2 separate regions of the Mus musculus genome follow, and region 2 is linked to region 1. A link is a contact called in public promoter capture Hi-C data. All regions are on one chromosome and are shown on one strand. Each heading gives the region's core, a stretch centred on a gene start, on an enhancer-like site or on the middle of the called end of the contact. The rest is flanking DNA. Distances are from core to core; before and after follow the strand shown.

Evidence for each region. Promoter capture Hi-C pulls out the DNA fragments that hold promoters and counts their contacts.
Region 2: a promoter capture Hi-C map of pre-B cells shows a contact between it and region 1. The contact joins the promoter of Kctd9 here to the promoter of Cab39l in region 1. A contact is called at or near these places in 1 of 39 promoter capture datasets (pre-B cells) and 1 of 484 Hi-C or Micro-C datasets (CD4 T cells).

The regions. Positions count from the first base shown.
Region 1 is chr14:59,437,244-59,443,804 of GRCm38.p6, reverse strand. It overlaps Cab39l (calcium binding protein 39-like), which reads right to left and starts at 2,842. Exons shown (of 11, transcript NM_026908.4): 1 at 2,787-2,842. It overlaps Gm45935 (predicted gene, 45935), which reads left to right and starts at 2,925. Exons shown (of 24, transcript NM_001320725.1): 1 at 2,925-3,218; 2 at 6,040-6,368. The coding sequence starts at 6,353. It overlaps Setdb2 (SET domain, bifurcated 2), which reads left to right and starts at 2,925. Exons shown (of 14, transcript NM_001320720.1): 1 at 2,925-3,218; 2 at 6,040-6,368. The coding sequence starts at 6,353.
Region 2 is chr14:67,713,315-67,719,875 of GRCm38.p6, reverse strand. Kctd9 (potassium channel tetramerisation domain containing 9) reads right to left here and starts at 3,778. Exons shown (of 12, transcript NM_001111028.1): 1 at 3,492-3,778. The coding sequence starts at 3,539. It overlaps Cdca2 (cell division cycle associated 2), which reads left to right and starts at 4,266. Exons shown (of 15, transcript NM_001110162.1): 1 at 4,266-4,652; 2 at 4,871-4,934; 3 at 5,020-5,193. The coding sequence starts at 4,871.

The DNA of each region.
Region 1 (6,561 bases), core at 1,593-4,092:
GTGGAGCTACTTGGTGAAAGTGGCAAAGTAAACCAGCAACAAGGACAACAAAGACTTCCCAGGAAGCCCTATATTTAATCCCTAGTATCTAAAGGGACAGGAGGCAAATAGAGCTAGGATGAGGAAGAGAGACCAGGTGCTTGCCTAGCATGCACAAGGCCCTGACCTTGACCCTAAGCGCTGTGAGAGAAGGAGGGAGAGATGATATATATGCTCCTAAAACTTTTTTTTTAACCTAAACAATCCAAATAGCCCACCATGTAAATCACACTAATTTATGGGGGTTCCCATGACATTTTAATTAATTGTGTGCTGAGTATTGAACCCAGGATTCTCTTGCGTGCTCAGTACATGATATACCAATGAGCCAGACTCTCAGCCCTTTAAAATTATTTTTAAAGGGCTAGAGATACCTTAATAAGAATTGATCATATAAAATATCATTTGAGGGACAATTTGAATTTGTATACTGTATTTTTTTTTTTTTTGGTTTTTCGTGTACACTGTATTTTTAACTTGGTACATTTACCATTTACTTTCTGGTTTCAATCAATATAAATTCATTATGGGGATAAACAGTGCAACTAAAAATACTTACAAGTCTAAAGGTCAAAATGACCAATGCTTTTGGTGACAGTCATCAATGAAATCTTAACATTTTAAAGACCTGTCTTATACCTCAATTTTCACATGCTCTAACCTTTATCCCAAACCTTTCTGCAAATTAAGAAGACCACTGGCATAGCAAGGAGGAATTTAGACTGTTCTCCCACCACTGCTATCAGCTAATCTAGAAATAAACACACTTCCCTTTACCAAACTGTTTCTTAATTCTTTTGAAAACAGGAAAATTAAGTCAGTGGGTTTATGGACCAGTAACAGTAATACAAACTGTGATCACCAACTCATACTCAAGTATGACTAATCACCCTTTCTGTTTGAGAAAAATTTAGTATGGGCTGTGACTTTAAAAAGTAAAGTAAGACCCTGGTTATCACAGACAAGGAGAAGGCAGAGAAGCTGAAGCAGTCCCTACCCCCAGGTTTGGCAGTGAAGGAGCTGAAATGAACCAGACCTCTGCATGTGACTATTAAAAACCCTGAAAAGTCAAAAAAAAAAAAAAAAAAAAAAAAGTAAAGTAAGAAAGTCAATTTTTTGTGTGTGCACTGTTTGTGTTTGGTTCTTTCTGTCACAAAATATCCCCCTCCTTTATTGTCAACTCAGCGGAATCACCAATTAACCTTGCGCACAGCTTTAATCCTAGCACTCGGGAGGCAGAGGCAGGTAGATTTCTGAGTTCGAGGCCAGCCTGGTCTACAAAGTGAGTTCCAGGACAGCCAGGGCTACACTGAGAAACCCTGTCTCGAAAAACCAAAAAAAAAAAAAAAACCAACCCACAAAGAACACACACACACACACACACACACACACAAAACAAAAAAACAAACAAACAAACAAAAAAACAAACCAATTAACCTTGAATAACTTAAGTTATTCAACCTTGAAATAAAATAAAAAGTGAAGATACTGGTGTTAAGTTTATCAAAACTGTTATAAGTGAATCACAAAATATTTGTCTCTAACAGGCTAGATTTTCAGATCTGGCAGCTTCTTTCAAATAATAAAAAAAAAAAGAATGCTTTCTACTTCCTTTTCTACTTTTTTTTCCCCAAGAGAAAACTGGAAAGAGGAAAGTACAGTGTCTTGCTCTTCCCAAACTCCAACACCCTCCTTAAATAATACCCTGTTCCATAAAGCCAGCCCGCATAGCATCGCAGACCCAGAAATGTACAAAGCTGTCATGGCTTTCTTGTTTGGTTGGTTTTGACTAGGTGCAGAAAACATATTCGACATGTGTTAAATTTAATGTGAAGCTTCACAATTTCGTTTCCAAAAGTCAACTTTAATTGCATAGATGTATTCATTTGAGTTGTATTGTTTTGGGGTTTGGTTAATTTTGATGTGTTTTTCTTTCTTTTTTTTTTTTGCAAACTTTTTTTTAAAATCAAGTTTATAATGTTAAAAATATGTAAAGAGAAATTTACAAAAAAAAAAAAAAATCAGCACCTTTGAAACTGGGGTAAGGGTGTGGCGCTCCTGTGGCAGAAAGATCCGGTCTGCCTGAGCTACATGTATACCTAGCATGAAGTGAATTTGGAGCATGACAAACACTAGTTTACTTCCCGTTTCTCCTTTTTATTTTATTTTATTTCTCTCTTTTTTTCTAACGTCATTGAATGAATGCTGGCGGCATGCTTATGAATAAAACTACTCTCACACAACCTGCTGTCCATGTATGTCAAAGGATGAACTCTCGAGAAGGGCAAAGGCTCCGCAGTTGGCCCCTGGCAATTGACAAAAAAGAAAAGTTCTCTATCGACCCGGAGGCCAGTGGTCGAGACAGCCCCCTCTCCCTTCCACGACTGGCTTTCCCGTGTTGAATCCTACAGCCAGCCTCCTTTAATCATGACAGGGGTCGGCGGTGGGAATCTTCGCGCCACAAACACTGCTGAGCAACTCTCGGAAACCAAGGGATCAGGGTTAAGACAGGAAAGCAAAGCCTGCGCCAGACTCTAATGACCAGCAAAGCCAAGCCGGGGCCACCGCCACCGCCACCACCACCACGCCTGCCTCCCAAACACAGGGAGGAGACTCCGGGCGGGCGAGAAGAATCCCCTGCTAGTTAAGTCGCCCCTTCACTCCCAACACTCCTGTCACCCCGAGGACTCTCCTTCCACACACACACTCCCAGAGCCGGAAAAGGCTCGCCGCAGCCACACACCTACCGCGGGCAGAGAGCGCTGCGCCACCACTCCAGCGAAGTGCCTCACTTGGCTGCCGAGAACCCGATTGGCCGTAGCAGTCCGCGCGAGACAAACCGAGAGAGTCGCCGACCAATCAGGAGGCCGCGCGCTCCGGCCGGCGCCGCGGGGCCGCGGAAACTGTGTGGAGCTCCCTTGGGGCTGATGTCTCCCCCGCTGAGGTGAAGCCGCCTCGGGACTGCAGACTCTGGTGCGGACAGTGCAAGGCGCGCGGGGTGCCAGGCCGCCTCAACCCGCTGTCTCAGTAGCGGGGGTGGCCGGGGCTCTCAGTCGCGTTTCCCCCACCGTCTTGCGGCGCTCACTTTCGTGGCTGGTGATTTCTGAGTAATTTGGCTATCATGGGCTGTAGACAGCGGAGCACAGACAAGATCTTCAGGACACTGGTCCATTCCACAGGTAAGGTTACACTGGCCATGAACAAATGAAATTATTTATCAGTTGAACTTGATTGGTATCTTCGGAGCGACGGACTGACTCACTACTCAACAGTCCAAGATCAATAAAGTCACTGCAGAAAGGGATATGATTGACAGATCATATGATTGGCATGTAGTAACATGGTTCTTTGCATGTTAGTGAAGAAAACCAAAGTGGAGGATTAATTTATGTTTAGTCTTAGATTTGGTAAACAGACCATTAGCTCTTCCAAATACCCTACCACATACGATAGGATAGGTTTCTATTCTTCACCAGAAGGCGTTTTGCCATTGTTGTGTTGTTTAACATACGAACACGTTAAAAATGTGCCTGACCCTGACTTACGCTCCGATTATGTCATGCCTATCAAAGAACCAACGAGATAGTGGTATCTTAGTTTTTTTAGTTTCTTTTTCCTCCAAGTAAAAAGGAAACTTAGATCTAAATGAAGTTGCCTGTATGTTTGGCCAGATGAAAGTTTGAGACTGGCAAAGAACCAAATTTAAATAAAATTCTCCTGGCAAGCTGGGAGATGGTGGCTGGGGAGGCAGAGACTAGCGGATCTCTTGAGTTCTCTCCGGATTGAGTTCCCGGAAAGCCAGGGTTACCCAGAGAAACGTTGTCTCAAAATACAAAACATACAAACAAATAAAAAGTACACTAACAGTGAAATATTAGTGTTGTCTTTGGAAGATAAGCTTTAAATTTCCTTAACTTTTTTTGGCAATTTTTTTTCTTTTGTAAATTAGCTTCCAAGCTACACTGGTGAGAGCTTTTTCTTTAGTTGCTGTTTGCTATGTGGAAGTCCAGCCTAGTAGACCAGGATGGCTTTGAGCTACTGGTCCTCCTGTCCCCACCTGCCCTTTCCTGAGGTGTCAGGCTGAGTGAGTGTACTGAGGTGGAAGTTACTAGAATCTAAGGTGGAAGGCAGCTTGGCAATGTCTCTTTGTGGCACTTGGATATCTGTAGTATTAATTTTACAGTGGAAAGGTTGCCTGGCTGAAGTACAGTGTATAGCTTATGTTTCCCTTTTAACAGTTTGCATTTCTGGTGAGTCTCATTGCCAATGTGATACATACTTCTTTTTGGCTAACAGATTTTCAAGTTTCTAAGAACATTTTGGTGTTCTGAAGCATATCACAGTTAGTGGTATATGTCAAGCATATTCTGGGCTGGAACCATAGCCCAGTCAGAATACGTGCCTTGTTTGTGCAAAGCCCTGGTTTGGAATCTGAGCACTACATAAGTCCAGTGTGGTGGCACATGCCATTGATCCCAGTGCCTAGGAGGTAGAGGCAAAAGGATCAGAAGTTTAAGGCTATACTCAGTATCATAACCAGTTCAAGGCGAGCCTTTCTCAAAAGGAAAAAGAGAAAAATTGTATTCCACTTGGTACTCAGTGGACAACAGAGTGCTTTCCTGTTTTAAGGAATTCTTGGTCATTATCACCTCATTTCTTTATTTTCCCCATAAATTACTAGGTGTGATTTTCTAGGGTTCTAAGGGGCTTTTCCCATGAGTCTGGTGTGTTATTTTCACCTAATCCGTATATTTGAAGAACATTTCTTATATCCGTGATCCCTAATTGGTTATTTTTCAGAATTGTACCTTTCTTTAGCCCTACAAGGATCCAATATATTCAAATTTATTTTAAAATATTAATTCTCTTAAGCACAATCCCAGCAGTTTAGTGTGCTTGTTACATCTTATCCACAATGCAACCTTCTTCATGTATTTCAGAATTCACATCCCCTTGGGGAGTTTCCTGCCATCCTTTTGTGTTATGATGTTCATTGGCATTATCTTAAGTTTCATTTCCTCATAGAGATCTCGCAGACTATCTGTTGGGAGTTCCCTTTTAGTTTTAAACATGATTGTATACAGTGTTTTAAAGCCTTCTAACATTGCTGGGCAGTGGTGGTGCACGCCTTTAATCTCAGCACTTAGGAGGAAAGAGGCAGGCAGATTTCTGAGTTCAAGGCCAGCCTGATCTATAGAGTGAGTTCCAGGACAGCCAGGCTATATAGGGAAATCCTGTCTTGAAAAACAAAAACAAAACAAAACAAAACAACAAAAAAAGCCTTCTAACACCCTTCAAGCTTATGATGTGGAAAAGACAGAAAAATTTACCAGGTATTGACTAACACTTTGATAATTCAAAAAAATTTTATTACTGCCATCACTAGATATATATCCTAAGGAAATATCAGAAAAGTGCACAAAATGTTTATTCAAGCATTATGTGTAACAAAAAAATATACAAAACTTTATAATAACAATAATTTTTTAAATGTATTAAAACCTTCAGTGTGTGAATTATTGTCCAAAGTATATAATTTAGCCATTTACTTATATAACGATAGTAGTAATTGGGCAGAAAATAGAATATACTATTGTGAGCATGGAAAAAGAATATACACTAAAATCTAAAATTTTAAAATTATACACTAAGAGGATAATTGCTATCATTTATGAAATCCTTCCTATGTGTCAAATATCAAAGTGATAATCTCATCCTCATAACAGCATATGAGACAATTACCATTATTATTCCTACTTTTAAAAGTTTCTATGATATATTAAGATAAAATGGATAGTTTGTTGGTTGGTAATACAAGTTTTAACATATTAAATATAGATGATAGGATCATGAGCTATTCTTTTCTATACTTGTCCTAATTTTGATGTTCTGTTGATTTTTTTTCCAGTTAATGTATATTTTTTCATAATGCTTTATATTATTTTTAAAGATGAAGTTGTTTTCTTTGTAAATATGCACTGTCCTTTGTTTTCGCTGCAGAGTGTTTCATGCATTTGTGGACCAAAACATGGGATGAACTTTAATTTTAAAAAGACATTGTCAGTAGTCCTGATCCGGCTTTCAACCTGGCCTTGAAGAAGATGCTGTGCCTGTTTTTCTTGGACTAGTAGTCATTCTGAAAGTCTATTCAAGCACAGTTTCTATTTGCAAATTCAAATACTAAAGACTATTAGGAAGTGGCCTAACGAGATACTCTCTTTGGGGACTACAGATTTCATAGAGACTGCAGTTGGAGCCCATTTAGTTTTGATTAACTTCATTTTGAAGAATTTTATATAAGCAACACCAAAAGATGGAAGAAAAAAATGGTGGGTCAAATAACTAATTTTTAAACATTGTATTTAAATGTTTCTATACATTTATTCTAAATCGCTGAATTTCAGTGTGTATTTCACTCTCTATGATTTCTCTTTCTTCTTCCCACCCCATTGGGTGTGTGGGGAGCCAGCACCGCCTGGAATGGCTTGAAGTGAGTGGGGCACAGAGTTGGAGGTAGAGGAA
Region 2 (6,561 bases), core at 2,529-5,028, 8.3 Mb before region 1:
AGAACACAGGTATTTCCTTGCCTACTGTGTCTGTAGTATTTGGCATGGAGGTCCACACACACACAGTACTTCTTAAGTGGTAGCTGAATGAATACTGCATACAAAAAGCCTATAATTTGCCCAACTCATTATTGATGGCACCAAAACAAGGTTGCTCAGAACCACACGTTTTATTTAGATGTCTGGATCTTTATTATATATTCTTAATACTAACATTTACAGGGACTATTAAAGAGATTAAAGGAAACTGGAAGGCATATAGAGAAAAGATGAAAGACATAGCTGACCTTTCTGGAGCCAATATCAGCTCCCTCCTCCCCCATAATTCAAGCACATCAAATGTTTTGGGAGTATAATCTTCAAAAGCCCATCAGTAGAATGTTTCTGGGCTTGAGGTCAATCAATTGTATATTTATTTAATTGTAAACTGTGTGCCACCATCAGGAATGGTCTCCTAAATAATATGAGGACTTTTATTTACTCAGACTACAAACTGGCCAGCAAGAATCTTTTAAATATTTATCATTAAATTTAGTGAGATTCTGCTAAATATAAGATTTCCTTTAAACAATGAAGGTTTTCATTCTTTTCCATGGGTGTGTTTGACTGTGTGTAGGCACATGTGTGTGTTCGTGTGCATGAACCTGTGTGCACATTCATGTTGAAGCCCAAGGTTGATTTGAAGAGCCTTCTTCCATTGTTCTGTACCTTATTCACTGAGGCAGTTTCTCCACTCATCCCGGAGTTGCCAACATGGTCAGCATAGAGAGCAGCTTCTTCCTGGGACCCCTCATCTTTGCCTTCAGGGCCTGGGGTTACAGGTGGACTGCTGCATATATCTACCCAATATTTGCTTTTTAGGATCCCAACTCCGCTCCTCACACTTGCGGCCTATGCAGTACTATTAACCCCTGAGTCCTCTCCAGAATCCCAAAGGTTTTTAAAAACTAAGGCGAAGGAAAAAAAAAAAATCCAAGACCTTTGCCTGCATGTACAGGAAAAGACTTTTCATGTCTTGGTCATGGCCTGTCATGACGAGGATGACCTCAGCAGACCACGGGCTAATAGTTCAAAGAACAATATACCCGAAGGAAGAAGCTGATTATAGCAGTTATTAAGCAAAGACTTTTCTTAAAACATGCCATTCGTTGGCTTGTGAGATCCTTTTATTTTTTAACTTTACTGCTGATGCTAGGAAAAGCAGCAGCTTTGCCGCTTTCTCAGGGTTTACTGTGCTTGCATAATTAATACCGGCTTCAATCTGCAGTTTCTTTGAGGTTTTAAAGTCACTTAGCACTTAGTTGATGGCTAATTTAATTAAGACTCCCTGATGTAAACTTCTATACTTACAGGCTTCTTCTATACATTGTATGTCAACGAGAACCAACTGCTAAGTAAGCTGTTGGCTATCGACCTATTTACATCTGGAGACCTCTGTTGTGGAAGAAAACAAGACCAGCTTGACAAGTTCAGTAACTAGAGGCTCCCATGCTTTTCCAGATTAGAAAAGCCAAGTTGTTGTTGTTTTTTAAAATTATTTTGTTTTCAAATTAAAAAAAAAACCAACAACACACACACTCCTCCATAAAGCCCCAAGGGTCATCTTACACCTTCCACGGTATTCTCATTTCATTTAGAAAATATCAGCTCTTTCATCAACATTAAAAGCACGAATCAGTTACACAAATCAAAAGTGCATGTTGGTAACTTGATGTATGGTGATGAAATCTGTGCCTTTCTATATCACAGCCCATAGCCCAAAGGCCACAAAGCCAAGCATTCAAAAAACTTATTCTCCTGACTAGGGCATTAAAAATAGACACCAGGTAAGTAAAGAGACAAGCTAAATGATATATTCTACTTTAGAGACAGGAAACCAAACTATCTCAGAGTAGCACTGCATTTGGGAATATTTTAACGAGCGTCCATGTCATGTTTATGCCAGTCCTGATTAGATATAGGGACTATGCATACACTACATATCCACATACATAAATGCAGGTGGTATGTATTGTGATCTTTTCAAATAAAAGTCATTTTAGTATTATTTCCACCTTCTGAAAGGAGAGGAAACAGCCTTGCAACATGTTCTCTAGCTTAGGACATGGTGGGACATAGTTTTTTTAAAAATATTAAATGTTAATATTCTTCGGCTCAGTCCTATGATCATTGTAATGCATATGTGCCCATACTCATTTGAGAAGTACTTTCCCCAATCTTCGGAGATTCTCAACATTTTTTTACTAAGTAAATAAAATTAACCTGGAAACTCACAGACAAAACCAAAGTTTTTAAAAATTTAAATAATATACCCAGAGCAAGCCACTCAGTTTTACAGTGACAATAGCATACAGTGAACTCAGAAGAGATTTAGAGCAGAGCTGAGCACTTATGAGGAACTCTGATCACTTCGACTTCAGGGAGTCACACAAGAGTCGACACTGGTGAAAAGTGCTTATCAATACGACTGTTAACACTGGGCACACTAAATCTCTCAATAAAAACCGACACAGTCTACTAGCCAACTACAGCGTGGCCCAGGAACAGCTGATGATCAGAAGTGACAGCCTTTTTAGCCTGTATTTCTGAAGCACTGGCTGAGCTTATGTGGCTACTATTTTTGTGTGAATATCCAATCTTTAAGAAAATAAAATCGCAGAGCACAAACCCCACTGTGGATCAGATTTCCAGAATCTGTTTATTCAAAACTGCAGAGTGGTTGAAGGACATCGCTCCCCTACCCCTCATCACCCCCTTCCCCCGCACCACTTTAATGCCCTTGAATAGTTAGTTCTGCTATGTATACGCGGGGCAATCAGAGTATTCTGGTCAATTACAGAGTGGAGCCAATGTACCTTGAACTGAAACTTTAAAAGGGTTCATTACTTTTGAGACTTTAATCAGGCTTAGGTATGTGTGGGGCAGTCATTTAACCACACATTACTAGTCCGCCAGAAACAGCCAACATTTTCCAAAGAATAACTTTCAAGGGTGGGGCAAGAGGCAGCTGCAACATCGGAAAAATATTTAGCACCACGCCCTCCACAGAGGCCTAAATGCAGCTAAGGCTACTGTCAAATCAAGTCATTCCGAAGGTCTGCTGTCACTGTCCTCTAAGGAATCAAAAACAAGGCGGCACAGTAAAACATGTATAAAAGTTTGCACGGTGGCGGGGCAAGGGGCCCGGGGCACCTTGAGAGAGAAGGAAAGTGGTTCAGACCAGGTCCACATTCTGAGGATGTCACTCGACTGTCCCCTGGAGTTTTCTTCTCCCGACCTGGCCAGGGTCACCCGCCTCCATGATCACTGCCTCCTCCCCGGGCAGAGCATTACTCAGCACCGATAAGGACAGGAAGGCGCAGCGGGAAGGTGGGAGGGGACCTCGGCCAGCTGCTCAGGTGACAGTGGCGCCTCGGAGCCCCGCCGGCAGAGCAGCCCCGGGCTGTCGGAGGCTGCGGGGGTCCCCGGGTCGCGCCCCCGCTACCGCTTACCTTGCCGTTGCTCGGGCTGCCGTTCAAGAACAGCGTGACCCGCCGCATCGCGCCGCCCGCGCCGGGTCCTGAGGGAGCCGCCACCCTCGCTCCCGGCCCGCCACCCGCCGCGCTCCGCGCCCGCGAGACCCCTCCCGCCTCCCACCCGGACTCTCCGCCCTTCGCCACCTTCCTGGTCGGCCCCACACTCCTCACGCACGCACCCTCAGTCCCACACCCCGGGGTTGGCCGATCCTCCTTCCCACCCCGCCCCTAGGCTCCTCAGCCTGCTAGCGGCCCTTCCCCCCAACCGCGCCCAGACCGACGCTGAGCTGCGCCAATCAACACGCTGTACCGGCCAGTATTTAGCCAATCAGAGTCCGGCTGGGGGGTGGGCTCAGAGTAACACTAGACGGCGGTGGAAGGAAAGAGAGGCTGAGGGCTGGTTGACGGAATGGAGTATCAGCGAATCAGAGAAGAACCTACTGGGCAAAGGGCCGCTCTAAGCGTTACTGAGCAGGCGCACGTTGGAGTGTAGGAGTGCTCATTTGCATAAAGAGACTGGGTCTAAGGAAGAGGCGGGACGCCGAAGTCCCATAGACCAATCAGCTCCTCGCTAGGCTTTTGCCCCTTCTACTGTACCCACCCACCGAGGTAACGGTTGGTATCGGGATTGGCTAATAGGGTAAACTAGCCATCCGGCGGTTCTGTCTCGATTGGTCTAGTGATTCATTTTCGAAGTTTCCAGCAGCCAATCCAAGGTTTGGGGTGGCATTTGAAGTGTTGCTCCGCGGAACTCACTGGTAGACCCCAGGACACCTTTTTGCTGCAGCTCTGTCTCGCCAGGGTCATTTAGGGCTGGCCGTGTTTTTTCCGGGATCCACGGAGGTCTCCCTGCGCCGTTCGAAAGCACGAGGGTGAGGCCCGGAGGGAGCGGTACCCACGTCACACGTGGTCCACGGCTCGTGGGTATCCCTCCGCGGGGGCGTGGCCGCGGTTTGAATTTGCTGGCGGGCAAGTGAAGCTTGACCGCTTCGGCCGGACGTGGTGTGTCTGGTGTGCAGCGGCCGGCAGGAGGCCAGCCCGGCTCCCTTCCCCGGCCTCTGGTGCTCTCTGAAACGGAGCCTCCGCGACGCTTGTCGTAGTCGTCCGAGGGAACGCGCAGGGTCCTGGGCGGGAGAGGTAGGCCTGCTATCCGGCCGGGGTTCAGGGATGCAAAGCCCTGATAAATCAGTTCGGTCCGCTTTGTTTAGTCAATAGTACCTCCCGCCGTTTCTTTAATCAGAACGCCCCAGCCTGTGGTCCCCTGGTATTGATTGCCTTAGAGTTCTGTCACATTGTTTTTGGCTTATAGTGAGGTTATTTTTCACATTTTTTTCTCTAACTTCCTCATCTTTTAGATGGATGCGAGTTCACACGACAAGCCTCTCTCTGAATCCAAGGAGTGTGTCCTTAATAATTCTGGTATGTGGTGACCTGTTGCCCTCGTTAGATGGAAGATTTGAGTGTTTTGATGTATTAACACCCCCAATGTGCTGTCCGTTTTCAGAAAATGACGTTTTTAGATTGGGAACTGAACCGTTTGTGACTCCTCAGAAGCATGTAGCAGATGCGACTCCTAATCTTTGCACCCCTGATACCTTTAAGTCACCTTTGGACTTCACCACAGTAACCGTAGAGCAGTTGGGAATTACACCTGAAAGCTTTGTTAAGACCTCTTCCGGTAAGAGAAGTTCTTGGATTGCATAGTTTTTTTTTTCAAATTTAACAGTAACTGTAGTAGGCCCCAATTATACATGTCTGTACTGCCTGACACTCCTTCTGTGTGTATTTATGCTGACCCTGCAGACTTGCTTGTTCGGCACAGCTCAGCAAATAGAGCAATGTTTCTGAATCAGTTGTGCTTTGTGTGCACCCTAGAAAACAGTGTGTATGAAAATCAGAGGGCATTGAAAGGTAGTTGAGAACCGGTAAAAGTGACAAGGCCGTGTGCCTCATTCAAAAATCCCAAACAGAAAATTGACCCAGATAATGATTTTCTTTAGCTTCAGGAATGAAATTCCCAATGGAGAAGTAAATCTAGGGCTAGGGTTCTTTTGGGTTGTAGAATAGCAATTATAAAGAAGGATAACGAGACTGGAAGCCAATCACACCGTGAGCTAGGCGAAGCCAGAGTGACACTCATTCTCTACCGCTCAGAATTATCACATAAAAGACTGGGTCCGTTTTCGTGTGCTTAGGTGTGAGCAGAATTCAGGGTGGCGTGCTGAGGGTGAAGAAGTAGCTTATTCCAGAGTAGAAGAATTTTGAAAAAAATAAGAGCAGGGTATAGCTGGGTCTCACCAGCCCTAACCCACATCGGGACTCTGTTCCAAGGGCCACCATGAGTTTTTAGGACTGAAACTATGAATTTATAAATTAGCCACAGTAAGAGATGTGGCCTACTCATCTGTGGACAGGCTCTCAGAAGCACACCCTCTCCGAGATGCCCTCAAGCTAGATGCGTTTAGAATCAAGCTTAACCGTTGCAAACTATTCTCTCTCTACTTAGATCCCTTATGGGCCCTTACAGGAAGCACTTCTAAGCTTAGCTGAATTGCTAGCCTCACTGCTCTTGAGGCCAAAGTAAAATATTTCGAGGGAGTGACTAAGTGTGCAGCATGCCCAGCATAAGTACTGTACTCAGAGGACGATTCATGTCCTGGGCTGGATGTTGTTAGACAGTGGCTGTGCACTGCTTGCAATGGTATGCTTCCAGTTCGTAGATCGCTTTAAACTGTTCCCATGTGATAGTTTCAGAGCTTGGATGGCTACAGTGAGCAAAGCCACAGCATACTGTAGTTTCAACTGTGCATGGTTGTACCTATAAACAAGGAGAGATTCTTAGCTTCAAGCTGTTACCTCTGACTTCTCTGTATCGGGGATATGGGGCACAAGTGAAGACGAAGTAACTGCTTGTGGCCTTCTGTGTGCCAAGTGCTGATCTAGAAACACGAATTGGGGGTCAAGTGGCAGTCAGTCCAGATGTTTCTACATGAACTGCCCTGCCAGTAGTTCTTAGTTCTCTGTGACAAGTGCAGACTCTGTTTTC